Linked DNA regions of Sus scrofa: all the other regions are linked to region 1. Evidence: chromatin contacts called from public Hi-C and HiChIP or PLAC-seq data. All regions are on one chromosome and are shown on one strand. The core of a region is the stretch at or near the end of the contact, and the rest is flanking DNA. Distances in the headings are between cores, read along the strand shown. Region 1 overlaps LOC110257721 (a long non-coding RNA gene). Region 2 holds the start of TMSB4X (thymosin beta 4, X-linked). Region 3 has its middle 180 kb from the start of EGFL6. Region 4 overlaps LOC106506896 (a long non-coding RNA gene).

Region 1 (3,064 bases), core at 265-2,764:
TTTCATATGAAGCCCATGAATGTCTATCATTTTTCTTTCCTGGGGACTTTTGGATAACATGAAAGAGTTCAATGGGAAAAAATGTTCATCTTCTGAAAAAAGCTAATAACTAAGATTTGCTGTTTCTTTTTTTTTTTTTTTTTTTTCCCACTGTACAGCAAGGGGGTCAGGTTATCCTTACAGATTTGCTGTTTCTTAATGAGAGGCCAACAGGAGTTCGGCTAACTTGAGAAGGCTACTTCTTCATCTGCTTGATGGTCCTTATTCAGTGTATCCTATTCTTCGTAGTTTTCAGGATTCCTGGGTCTATCTCTGGCCTTTACTGATGGCCCAGTGTAGTTCTTCCTTTCAGAATTTGTGTGGACAGTTTCTCCTCCCTGTGAATCTGTTACTGCCCAAACCACCCCCTTTCAGCCATCAGAGCTGTGCCACATACCAGGATCCTGGGGAGAGATGTATGCCCCGAGTTAAGAAATGTTATTTCCTTGGTTGTCACCGTAAACTTTCTAGACTTTCCAGTAATTCATCAGTAATTTATGGCTCTCGGTTCCCAAAGTCCGTTTTGCTGGTGAATTCTTGGTATTTCTTTGAATCATTCACTTTCACTCATCCTCCCTTCAGGCTCATTTCAACATTCAGAGGGGGGATCAGACCCATCTTGCAGCTATCTGAAGTTGTCAGTCTAATTCCATCCCGAAACTGAATTAGCTACCGTAATTGTCCCGAGGGCAGCTTCAGTTTGCTTTGGATCAGTTAAAGGAGTCTCACATCTAGAATCTTTTTTTTTTTTTTTTTGGTCTTTTGGCACCAAAGACATGTGGCATATGGAAGTTGCCAGGCTAGGGGTCCAATCAGAGCTGTAGCCACCGGCCAACACCACAGCAGGATCCGAGCCACATCTGTGACCTACACCACAGCCACAGCAACGCCGGATCCTTAACCCACTGAGAGAGGCCAGGGATGGAACCCGCAACCTCACGGTTCCTAGTTGGATTCATTAACCCCTGCACCACGGCGGGAACTCTGAGGTGGGATTTCTTTAATTTGGTCATTCACGTGGATTTTCTAAAAGACCTTAAATACCACCAGAACCAAAAGCCGCATGTTCCAGGAGAATAAATACACACACACACACACACACACACACACACACACACACACACACAGAGTCACAGTCACACTCACACACAAATAAGTCCCAGGACAGTATCCCTGCATGAGAAAGGGATTACGTTAGTGAAACACTAAACCAAACATCGCTGTCCATTTGCTCATTCTTCTTAGGATTAAACTGAAAGCTGTTTATCTGCTCTTAGTTGCACGGGGACATGTCTTGGCTTTCCTATCGAAATAAATTCTTGGCACAGTTTCATTGTTAGGGATACAGGAGCCAAGACCAAAAAAAAAAAAGTTCTTAAGAAGTATACAAAAATTATGGTCCTCAGATCTTTATCTATCCTGATGTTTTGAAAACTTGCTTTAAGAGAAATGACATAGGCCTGCGGTAGAAGGACAGGAAGGAAGGGGAGGCTGCGAGAACAGCCAGGAAGCTGGAACTAGCAGCTGTTCTGTTTTTCAGAGCAGGGGGAATAAAATTAGACAAGAGTTACAAATACACAAGTCTAAAGTAATAGCACGTCTCAGCGGGTCAGGGTGGTGGCCAGTCCATTTGCTTGTGGGTAAAGGACAATGGACATTAGTTCATGCAAAGTTCATAAAGACAGAGTTCCCTGGTGGCACAGCAGGTTAAGGACCCAGCATTGTCAGTGCTGTGGCTCTGGTCACTGCTGTGGCATGGGGTTTGATCCCTGGCCCAGAAACTTCCACGTGCCATGGGCGCAGCCAAAAAATAAATAAAAAGTTTAGAAAGAGGACTAGAGGGAACGTGGTGTGATCTCTCACACAGTCTTCCTGCTGCAGGTGTGTGGAAAGCCTGCTGAGGTTCGGCCCACCTCCATCTCAGTTGATTTCCCCTCAACTTAAGGGACCAAATACCATTTCTTTTCATGTCTGCTTTGCAACGTGAAACCAAGTCTGTAAACCAACTAATGGAAAAAATAAAAATCATTAAAAAAAAATTAAAGCAAAAAAATGAAACCTGATGACAACAGCTCCGAATCATAGGCCACAGGACAACTTTTCATGCCTGAGTGACACTCCCACCTGGGCTAATCTTTATGCAAAAGTGTTCTTTTATGCCTTCGTCCTTGGCTTTTGCTCCAAACCCAACCAGCATAAACTACACAACACGGCTCTCTGTTTTTACTTCGCTTTTTAAAATCAGGGTAAAAGAAACAGTCATCGGAGACATTTGTTTATTCAGTGTAGACTTCACAAGTGTGTGTGCCCTTGTGGGTTCGCTTGATCTCCCTCCCCCGCACCCCCTACCCCCGGGCCAGTTGTTGCCCAAATTGCAGTGCGAAGAGTAGGCCTTAATGGGGAAAAATTACTACTAAAGAGTCCTTGGGTAAATTCTTTTTCACAACCCAATGGGTAAAATGCTTGGTCTGCATTAAAATCACTTAAGTCACTTAACGAAATTATTGAGACCATGATATATACACTAGACACCATTCTAGGCACTGTGTACAAGTCAGGAAATGAAATAGACCTAAACCCCGCCCTCGTGAAACTTACATTCTAGTAGCGATGCAGGAAAAAAAAGGAAAGACGGGAAAAGGGTAGAGAAGGACAGGGGTCCTGATGATCACGCAATTTTATTGAGGTCAATCCATGGAGGTGATGTTTGCAGAGATGTTTGAGCAAAGAGTGGAGGAAGGGATCTCAGCAGATGTTGGGGGGAGAGCATTCTTGGAAGGTGAAGTAGCAGGTGCCAAGGCCATGGAGCGAAAGCCTGCCCTGGCACGATGGCAGAGCTGCATGGATGCCAGGCCCACTGCAGGGAGTCAGTGGGAGGGTGGGGGGTGGCGAAGCATAGTTTGGAATAAGAATTAAAATTTCAAAGAGGTCCCGTTGTGGCACAGTCATTAATGAATCCAACTAGGAACCATGAGGTTGCGGGTTCGATCCCTGGCCTTGCTCAGTGGGTTAAGGATCCGGCGTT
Region 2 (3,064 bases), core at 164-2,663, 210 kb before region 1:
GGAAGCGTTGCAGGGTGGGCTACACGCATTTTATTTTTCACCCTCACTGCGGTTAGGTGCACGGGTGGACGCCGGGTGGCGCCCCCTCCCCCGGGCCCAGCCCCCCTCCCCCTCAACGCCAGGCAGGGCCCGGACGCCGTTCCGCCGTTCCGGGGACCCGGCGCGAAGGGGTTAAGCGGGCCGGCGGGTGACATCACCTCATTTACATAGGAGCGCGCATATAGCGACAGCCACTGCGCCCCGCCCGGCACTCGGCGGCGGCCACTGCGTAGACCGGATTCCTCTCGCTCGCGCCTCGCTCCGGTGAGCCCCGGGGCCCCTGCCTCCTGCCCTCCGCTCCCCTTCCTGCCCCGCGCCCGCTCTCCCCGCCAGCATCCCCACAGCCGAGCCTGAGTCGTCCTCCCGGGAAAAGGCTGCTTTGGGGAGCTTGGGGATGCCAAACCCTTCCAGATGCTGGGTAGCCGGGTCGGGAACTCGGTGATTTTTTTTCTTTTTTTTAAGTGAAAACTGGCGTTTTGCTATGCAGCTTCGAAGGGAACATTTTTTCCCTTCCCCCAAAGGCGTTCTGCCTTGCCTCTTAGGCGGGTGATTAATAGGAACAGAAAGATCCTTTGTTCCAGCTCACACCCACCCAAGCGCGGGGCTTCGCAATCCCGTTTTGCCTCCAGCCCCGTGGGCTGCATCTGTTGGGGTTTAAGGCGGCTGGAGGCTGTGCTGTGAAATGTTGCAAAGGTCCTTCTCGCAGGGCAATGTGTGCGGTGCAGCCGAATGGCTCTGAAATGCAGATCAGGGTTGATCCAGAGGGTGCGGGGGCAGCTTTGTGCGCGGCTGGCTGCATTGTTGAGCGAGAGAGGGAGGAAGCGGGTAGGGCGGTGGTCGGCGGCGCCCGGCAGCAGCTGCCGCCTTTGTGACTAGAGAAGAAAGCAGGGCAGCCCGCATCTTTGGGAGAGAGGCCGTGGATAGAAAATGGAAACGCTTTGTGCCACCGTGGCTTCATTTTAAGAAGTTTTACTCGATTTTCTTGCCCTTAAACGCCAAACGGCTACGCTCTTCTCTGAAGTTGAAACGCTGCAGTTAACGAGCCACAAGGCTTAATTTCATTGTTCCGAAAGAGACAGCCTCCAAATGTGAGAGTTTATCTCACCTTAGAAGAGCCTCGGCTCGGTCCCCGGCCTTTTGAAATACTCAAAGGAGGTGGGGCGGGGGGGGGAGGCTTCTTTTTTTTTTTTTTTTTCTCTGTAGAAAGAGGAAGATCTTTTTTAGCCCAGAGTGAAAGCGGAAGGAGGCTGAGTTGGGGTTTCAGGCGGGAGAGGCAAGGGCAGAAGCGCATTTCTGGGCCCGGAGAGCCGAGGGTGGGTGGCTCGCCGTCAACCTCCCTCTTGGCTTTGTACCTTTGCAGCGTCCTCTGCAACCATGTCTGACAAACCCGATATGGCTGAGATTGAGAAATTCGATAAGTCGAAATTGAAGAAGACAGAAACGCAAGAGAAAAATCCACTGCCTTCAAAAGAAAGTAAGCAAGCCCCCCCCACCCCCTTTAAGAAAAAGCCAGGGCGGGGCGGGTAGGAGAGCTTGGGAGGGGCTGGGAGAAGAATTGGGGTGGGGGGCGGGGTGTGCGGGGGAGGAGCCCACAGGTTTTTGATGAATATGGCTTGGAAAGGTTAATTTAAAAGCGTTTTGCAGCCAACAAACACAGGGGTTTAATAATTTCCTAATGGAATGTGTAACAGACCATATTTACACATGTTCAGGTTCATGCACATATCGCATGATGGGCTGCCTCAGTTGTCCTTGGAGAATTTTTGTGATAAAGATGTTTTAAAACGAAAGTACGGGACTCCTATCCTAGGCTATACTGAATTCGCCTCGTCAGCCTCCTCCATCTTCTTTTTCTTTTTGTCTTTTTCTTTCCGGTCACAGCGATTGAACAGGAGAAGCAAGCAGGCGAGTCGTAATGAGGCGCGCGCCGCCAGTATGCACTGTACATTCCACAAGCATTGCCTTCTTATTTTACTTCTTTTAGCTGTTTAACTTTGTAAGATGCAAAGAGGTTGGATCAAGTTTAAATGACTGTGCTGCCCCTTTTCACATCAAAGAATGGCGAACTACTGACACGAAGGCCGCGCCTGCCTCTCCCATCTGCCTGGGTGGCTGGCAGGGAAGGAAAAGAACTTGCATGTTGGTGAAGGAGGAAGCTGGGTGGAATTTAGAGTAAAAAGCGAGCTGGTCCAAGGTGTCCTGCGGGCTGTAAAATGCAGTTTAATCAGAGTGCCATTTTTTTTTGTTCAAATGATTTTAATTATTGGAATGCACAATTTTTTTAATATGCAAATAAAAAGTTTAAAACGTGGCTGGTGTGATGGTCTGGTCTCTGAAAGGAGCGGCTTCCTCAGAGGAAACCTTGGCAAAAGGGCCAAAAGAGTGGGTGCGCTGGGAAGCAGGAGGTGACAGACATCTGGTAATTTGGGTAAATTCTCCGGAGACACAAATGGGTTTCATCCAGGTTTGAAATACCTCGCGTCTATGCTAGACACAAATGGGTTTCATCCAGGTTTAAAATACCTCTCGTCTATGCTAGACACAAATGGGTTTCATCCAGGTTTGAAATACCTCGCGTCTATGCTAGGTAACCGGGAGATGGGGTTTTTTTTTTTTTTTTTTTTTTTTGGTTTTTTTGTATTTTTTTTTAGGCTGATGGAATTCTTACTATCCAGAGTTGAATGAAAATTTTGATAAACATAAATTTGCAGTTCTTTTTAAAAAAGGGTTAAGCCAGCACTGAATCTCTTGCACACCTGATCAAGAACCCGAAGGTGGTGGTGATTCACAGGCACACTCTTTGTTTCAGGTGTCAAACAGCCAGGGGTATTGAGCCAATTGCGAATGCATCTTGTGAGATAAGGGAAAATTTAACATTTTTAATAACTGCTTTATAAAAGGATTCAAGAGCTGTGCTTCCTCTGTCTAATGGCTGGTTCCAATTGGAATTAAGTCGTTAAAATAGCTTTTATGAAATCGGTGTACTTGGGATGCATGATTAGGACTTAAGATGAATTCTCAATTT
Region 3 (3,064 bases), core at 285-2,784, 170 kb after region 1:
CATAAAAAAGAATGAATTAATGCCATTTGTGGCAACATGGATGCAACTAGAGATTCTCATACTAAGTGAAGTCAAGGAAAGACAAACACTAGAATATCACTTATATGTGGAATCTAAAATATGGCACAGAGGAACCTATCCACGAAATAGAGTCAGACTCATAGACACGGAGAACAGACCTGTGGTTGCCAAGGGGAAAGGGGAGGAAGTGGGATGGACGGGGACTTTGGGGTGAGCAGATGCTAACTCTTATATTTAGAATAGATGAGCAACCAGGTCCTACTGTACAGCACAGGCAACTATATCCAGTCTCTTGGGATACAACATGATAGAATATAATATGAGAAAAATAATATATGTATGAATATATATGTGTGTGTGTCTGTGAGTGGGTCACTTTGCTGTACGGCAGAAATTGACACAACATTGTAAATCAGCTATACTTCAAAAAAAAAAAAGGGATTCTGGGAAAAACAAACAGCAAAGGAGTCTTTTAACTTGTAGAGTGTATTCTTTAGAAATGGGTGCCAAAGTCATGCTAAAGGTCCTCACTTGCCAGGATCCTGCAAACCCAAAGCAAATCTTGTGCACTTCTGCTGTTGGTAGGGGCAGGAGGGCAGGGGAATGGCTCAGACAAAGCATGGCTCCTTTGGCTTCATGTGTTTGAAACATTCTTCAGGTCCAACTACAAATGAGTCAGCACAGTTTTATGGAACAGCCAAGGAGAGGATGCTTTCTTGAGGAGACTATTTATTCGGTTGCTACATAATACTGTAGATAAATTAGGAGTCAGTATGAGTGAAATTATTTGGAAAAAGTGATAGCAGCTTGAACGCTTCACCCACCCGTGACCTAATGAGAAACAGTAGAGTTCCATGTAACTCATTATTTTGAGGGAGAGTAAGAAAGTGACATCAGTTGAAATGTTATTATAAAATCTCTGACTATGTTGGCCCCAATAGCAGCCTTATAAGGTCAAGATTTAGCAAAAGCAAATTGGTTCAAAATTTCCAAAACCCTTGACATTTAAAGGAGCAAAACAAGTCCAGTGTGGCTCCCAGTATGTTAGCAGGTGCATCACGAGCAAAATTTAGCCAAAGTATAAATGAATATGGCATAGAAACATCCTTCCTCATCTTCTAAATGTCTCCCCATCTGGCAAAATGACCAGGGTGGAGGGGGGGTGTTTTCAATATGCTCAAGATTCAGACTGAGTTTATAGTGATTATTTGTGCGTGTCTGGTCTCTGAAATCTACCTCCTGACCTGTCATGCCCTTGAGTGGTTGGCTTCTTAGGGTGTTTCTTCTCTCTCCTTGGCCATCCATTCCTCCAACTCTACTGGACCATTGCCATTAGCACACACACATACACACACTTTGATGTAATTCTCACCAGTTTCAAACAATTATCAACTCATGGCCAGCTTGATTTCAGCCATGACCTTTCCTCAGAACTATTTTTAAGCATTTTCCCATCATCGTTGTAATCCATAAATCATTAAGTATTTCCCCAAAAAAAATCATTTAAAAAGATAAAACCCTAATACCATCATCTCACCTAAAAATGTTAGCATCTTTAACGGTCTATTTCTTAGAACTAGAAACTCTACTAGGAGCCAACCAACCAGAGACTAAGATCACCTGGTTCTTTTCCTGACCATTTGCTTGGAGAGCATCACATGTCCACCCAAGAGAGCCTGGCTCTGTTTACTCCACCCCTAGCAGCAGCATGGCATTTGGGAATGAGAGATGACAATGGAAATGTCATCCCTCTAGATCGCTACAGTCTGGAAACACTGGTTTCAAAAGGTGGGTTTCGAGGTGATTTTCGTTTTTGAGAGGATATATGCTGATCACTTTTTAAATGAGAGTGCTTACAACAAAAAACATTCCCTTGAACATGGGCTTTGCAGATTCAAGAAAATGGAACTTTGTGGGTGAGACTGGCTACATGGAAGTTTCCTGGCTTAGAGCAAAAAGAAAGCAAGTCAACCTGTGAAAACCTTCACAGGATTACAAGTTCCTCCCAAGCCCAGCTGGTATCACTATTATCTTTTGTAAACCAGAGAACTCAGTATTAAAAGATGTTGCATTTCCTTTCTCCGTATTGCTGACTGGAAATAAACAGACTGCCGAATATTTCTCCAGGAAATAGGGGTTTACTTGGGATCAGCAGAGAATTGCCATTCCCTGTCTGCAGCCTTGGTCATGGCAAAGGGAAAATGCTTTTATAGAGGGGCAAGCACTTTTCAGGGTCTGAGTCCTTGCTAGGAAAGAAGAGGGAGCTTTTTCTTTTTATTTATTTATTTATTTATTTTCCCACTGTACAGCAAGGGGGTCGGGTTATCCTTACATGTATACATTGCAATTACATTTTTCCCCCACCCTTTCTTCTGTTGCAACATGAGTATCTAGACATAGTTCTCAATGGCTTTTTCTTTCCCTTGTTCTCTGCTATCCTGGAAGGGCCCGAGAGCTCCCCCTTCTGGACTCCTCACTCTATTTAATTCAGGTTTTTGTATAAATATATTTTTTACATCAATTCTGTTTGCTTCTTGAAGAGTGTGATGAAGCCATACCAGGGAGCAACAAGCTAAAAAAAAAAAAAAATCATTTGTCTTGGAAAAAAGAAAGGGTGGTAAAGGAAGGCCTCAGGCCCCGAACTACCACAATTAAATAGAAATCAGGAGTTCCCACTGTGGTTCAGCAGGTTAAGGACCCCACCTAGTCTCCATGAGGATGCGTGTTGATCCCTGGCCTCGCTCAGTTCGTTAAGGATCCAGCATTGCTGCAAGCTGTGGCGTAGGTCACAGATGCGGCTCGGATCTGGCGTGGGTGTGGCTGTGATGTAGGCCAGCAGCTGTAGATCCAATTCAACCCCTAGCCCGGGAACTTCCATATGCAGGTGCAGCCATAAAAATCAAAATAAAATAAATCATCTGATGGAATAGACAATCCCGTTACATTATGCCAGCCCTTAATTCTTGTTGGTGCTCAGAACTGAGCCAAGGTAAAGGTACAGCTTTGGACTCCTGGAGTGAGACTTGACTGGGCTCAAAACATT
Region 4 (3,064 bases), core at 246-2,745, 160 kb before region 1:
AGTGGTTAAGAGCTGGCCATTGACTGGAGCTCAGGGAAAGACTTTTATAGAGAAAGGGCAGAAGCAAAATAAGGAAATGATTTATTGGCTGTGACTTCAAGCCTAGTTGGCTGTTTGGGATTGGTTGTCCTTACGTTTCAGTTTGGTAATCTCGAGGTATTTACAGGCCTAGATTTTGGTTTGCTTATGTAGGCCACCAGGTCATTAGAGCCTCCTCTGCCCAAGGGTCTCTTTGTTTCATCAGTTCAACTCTAAGTCCCAAGTATTATTCTAGGTGCTGGTGATAGAGAAATAGGGGAAACAGACCTGAATCCCAGCTCTCCTGACTTTATATTCCAATGAAAGGAGATGGACATTTTGCATTTTTTAGCTTTACTGAGGAGCAGTCAATTCTCCTGATCACTTTGATTCTCATGCTCCTTTTCTTTTTTTTAATGATTTTTATTTTTTTCCATTATAGTTGGTTTACAGTGTTCTGTCAATTTCTGCTGTACAGCAAAGTGACCCAGTCACATATATATATATATTCTTTTTCTCACATTATCCTCCATCATGTTCCATCACAAGTGATTAGATATAGTTCCCTGTGCTCATTCCTTTTTTAAACAATAAACACAGTGAAATATTTTAGGAGAACCCTGATGGCTCAGCAGTTTAAGGATCTGGCATTGTGACTGCTGTGGCACAGATTTGATCCCTGGCCCTGGGAACTTGCACATGCTGCAGGTGTGGTCCTCACCCCCCCCCCAAAAAAAAAAGAAAAGAAAAATTATAGTATGTTACCATGTGCCCTTTAGAAATAATAGAACAAAGTAAAAGGTCATCAGATGCCATCCTAACAGTGCAGCCCATACTGGGACCGGCTTCCATAAACTGAGGAGGATAAAGACTTTGGTGTGGTTTCTCTCAGTCAGACTCAACAAGATCCCGTGAAAATCGACTCTCCAATAGGGCTTAAAAACAACAACAAAAAAACCCCACACAACCCCCCAAGGCTACCATGAATGGCCAGGAGTCACAAAATGAGGTGATCTTTCCCTTGGAACTGCCCACAGATATTAAGCTTTTGTGTCCACCTGTTGGAGAAGCCGGGAGGGGGGGAAGAGGTGCATGATGGGAATCAGGTCAGAGAGTTTTAATTGGGGAGAACACCCTCCCGAAGCTCCAAATTGGTTACATTATGGGAGTGAATGTCCCCATTTCCGTTCCAAATGTAAACGTCCACCCAGGAATGCATGTGCTTCGTTTCTCTGGTTTTGGGAGAAGGGAGCCAAGGTAAACTGAAAGATCGGCCACGCCAAAGTGTCTGGCTCAAAAACGGGTGGAACGGATACCCCAGGCCACAACCAAAGAATGCGGCACTGTTTCCCCAGCTGCAGAAACGTTTTGGCATTTAAGCTGAGGAAGTTTAAGGGAGAGATGTAAGGAGAGAGCTGTGTAACCAGAGGACGAGAACCTTCTTTGTCCGCCTCCGGCACTTTTACTCCAGCGCCATCTGGCACCCGTCCAAGGTAGCCTGAACTTTCTGAGAAACTTGATTTCCTGTTCACACTGCCTCTGGACTGGAGGGCTGGGGTGACCAAGGCGGAGGAGTGGAATGGGGCTGCGGGTTAGCTTAAAAGCAGGGGGTGGGAACTCTCTGCTCCCACACGCTTAGCAAAACTCCCAGCAGCAACTGTAAAAATAAAACTTTGAGCTCTAGAAGCTTTAGTTCTTTCAACACTGAACTTCACTCATGAGATAAGGATCTTTTGGGAAGACAAGATTTTTGGTTTAGTTTTGTTTCAGGGTCTTTTAAAACAGAACACTACGAACTTCTTAAAACCCGCGCGGGGGGGGGGGGGGGGCTTACCATCACCTAGTTCCCCTCTTCTGTTTTACAAAAGAAGCCAGACAGAAGTGAGAGCTGTTAAGTGACATTGGCAAGGGGATGGGTACCCAGGGTCTATACTTCCTGACTCTGAATGTGGTGGAGTTTCCTCTGTGGATTACAGAAAAGTGCAAGTTCAAATACCAGGCCTTGGTGAATTTTACTATATGTAAGTTATACCTCACCCCCTAACTTAAAAAAGTGGGTGTTACCCAGGCCTCCCCTTGAACTTGAGTCTGCTAGATTCCAGAGCCCAGGTATTCCTGCGTTTTGCCTCTCAGTAGCATTGCTGTCGGCACTGTGAATGCGTAGTCCTTTCGTGGTTTGTGTTTGAGGAGGAAGCTGAGGGCTGACGAGCTTTCCAGGATGAAGGCATTAACCATGGCACTTGGAAAGAAAAGCTTGCTGAGTCCTGAGTGGGACAGGTCAAGAGCTGGGTGAATTTCACTTCCCCATGAAATTAATCACTCTTCGCCTAGAGGGGCAGTTATATCCCGGCCAGTTTCTGCTTGGAGTTCAGGATAGAAAAACAAAACAGCGGCTGGCCCTGTGATGGGAAAGGGACATTTGGTATTCTTGTTAACTTCCTGGCTAATTACAAAGTGTTAATGACATTCAAAGGAAACTTGCCTCCTTCGATGATCTACAAATAAGGAAGGGCAACAGAAGGTGAGCCAAAGAAAAGACAAGGACCTCCAGGGAAGTGCAGAGCAAAACCAATCAGCCTTGATAATCACAGGAGAGAAAAGCATCCTAATTTACAAAGGAAGTAGACACCCCAGTAACTCGGAAAATCTGCACAGACTAGGTGGGACTGAGAGCCCTTAAACCAACCCTAGCTGCTCTTCAAACCTTAAGGATTTGTTATTGCAAACCGCTTCTCAAACAGTACCTCATGGGATAAGGTACCTCTTTTCTAACATCCATCGTAAAAGCATAAACATACAGTCCAAATAATGTGTGTTAAGAAGAGTTAGGAAACAAGTAGAGAACAGAGACCACAAAGATTTTTAACTTTGGTAACAGAAAACATTTGTTTTTTAAATTGGAGTATAGTTGGCTTACAATGTTGTGTTAGTTTCAGGTGTACAGCAAAGTGAATCAGTCATACATATACATATATCCATTCTTTTTCCCCATATAGGTTATTACAAACTACCGAATAGATTTTCCTGTGCTCTACAGGAGGTTCTT

The links. A called contact is a pair of places that touch in the nucleus more often than the background predicts. HiChIP or PLAC-seq counts read pairs in DNA pulled down with a chosen protein or histone mark.
Region 2: a contact with region 1 is called in an H3K27ac HiChIP or PLAC-seq map of skeletal muscle, with 8 times the contacts expected there. The contact joins the promoter of TMSB4X here to the enhancer-like site in region 1. A contact is called at or near these places in 10 of 47 Hi-C or Micro-C datasets (alveolar macrophages, embryonic fibroblasts, heart right ventricle and 6 more) and 2 of 2 datasets of contacts at active chromatin or transcription factors (alveolar macrophages and skeletal muscle).
Region 3: a Hi-C map of retroperitoneal adipose tissue shows a contact between it and region 1, with 1.9 times the contacts expected there. The contact joins two enhancer-like sites. A contact is called at or near these places in 8 of 47 Hi-C or Micro-C datasets (alveolar macrophages, blood, embryonic fibroblasts and 3 more) and 1 of 2 datasets of contacts at active chromatin or transcription factors (skeletal muscle).
Region 4: an H3K27ac HiChIP or PLAC-seq map of skeletal muscle shows a contact between it and region 1, with 5 times the contacts expected there. The contact joins two enhancer-like sites. A contact is called at or near these places in 7 of 47 Hi-C or Micro-C datasets (heart right ventricle, mesenteric adipose tissue, omental adipose tissue and 3 more) and 1 of 2 datasets of contacts at active chromatin or transcription factors (skeletal muscle).

What each region holds. Positions count from the first base shown.
Region 1 is chrX:9,862,022-9,865,085 of Sscrofa11.1, forward strand. The region is part of intron 2 of LOC110257721 (a long non-coding RNA gene); the gene reads left to right. Among named protein-coding and RNA genes, the nearest start is that of TMSB4X, 210 kb to the left of the region's middle. Within about 2 kb of position 1,515, at least 25 of the 83 cell types and tissues checked have an H3K27ac peak or open chromatin away from gene starts, as enhancers often do. A contact at or near this core is called in omental adipose tissue, retroperitoneal adipose tissue, skeletal muscle and 1 more, where this site is marked.
Region 2 is chrX:9,649,313-9,652,376 of Sscrofa11.1, forward strand. It overlaps TMSB4X (thymosin beta 4, X-linked), which reads left to right and starts at 1,414. Exons shown (of 2, transcript NM_001044555.1): 1 at 1,414-1,513; 2 at 1,921-1,955. The coding sequence starts at 1,414. The coding sequence ends at 1,955. LOC100511794 (a long non-coding RNA gene) reads right to left here and starts at 91. Exons shown (of 3, transcript XR_002340577.1): 1 at 1-91.
Region 3 is chrX:10,032,172-10,035,235 of Sscrofa11.1, forward strand. No RefSeq gene overlaps it. Among named protein-coding and RNA genes, the nearest start is that of EGFL6, 180 kb to the right of the region's middle. Within about 2 kb of position 1,535, at least 12 of the 83 cell types and tissues checked have an H3K27ac peak or open chromatin away from gene starts, as enhancers often do. A contact at or near this core is called in retroperitoneal adipose tissue, where this site is marked.
Region 4 is chrX:9,706,271-9,709,334 of Sscrofa11.1, forward strand. All of the region lies in intron 2 of LOC106506896 (a long non-coding RNA gene), which reads left to right. Among named protein-coding and RNA genes, the nearest start is that of TMSB4X, 57 kb to the left of the region's middle. Within about 2 kb of position 1,496, at least 28 of the 83 cell types and tissues checked have an H3K27ac peak or open chromatin away from gene starts, as enhancers often do. A contact at or near this core is called in omental adipose tissue, skeletal muscle and subcutaneous adipose tissue, where this site is marked.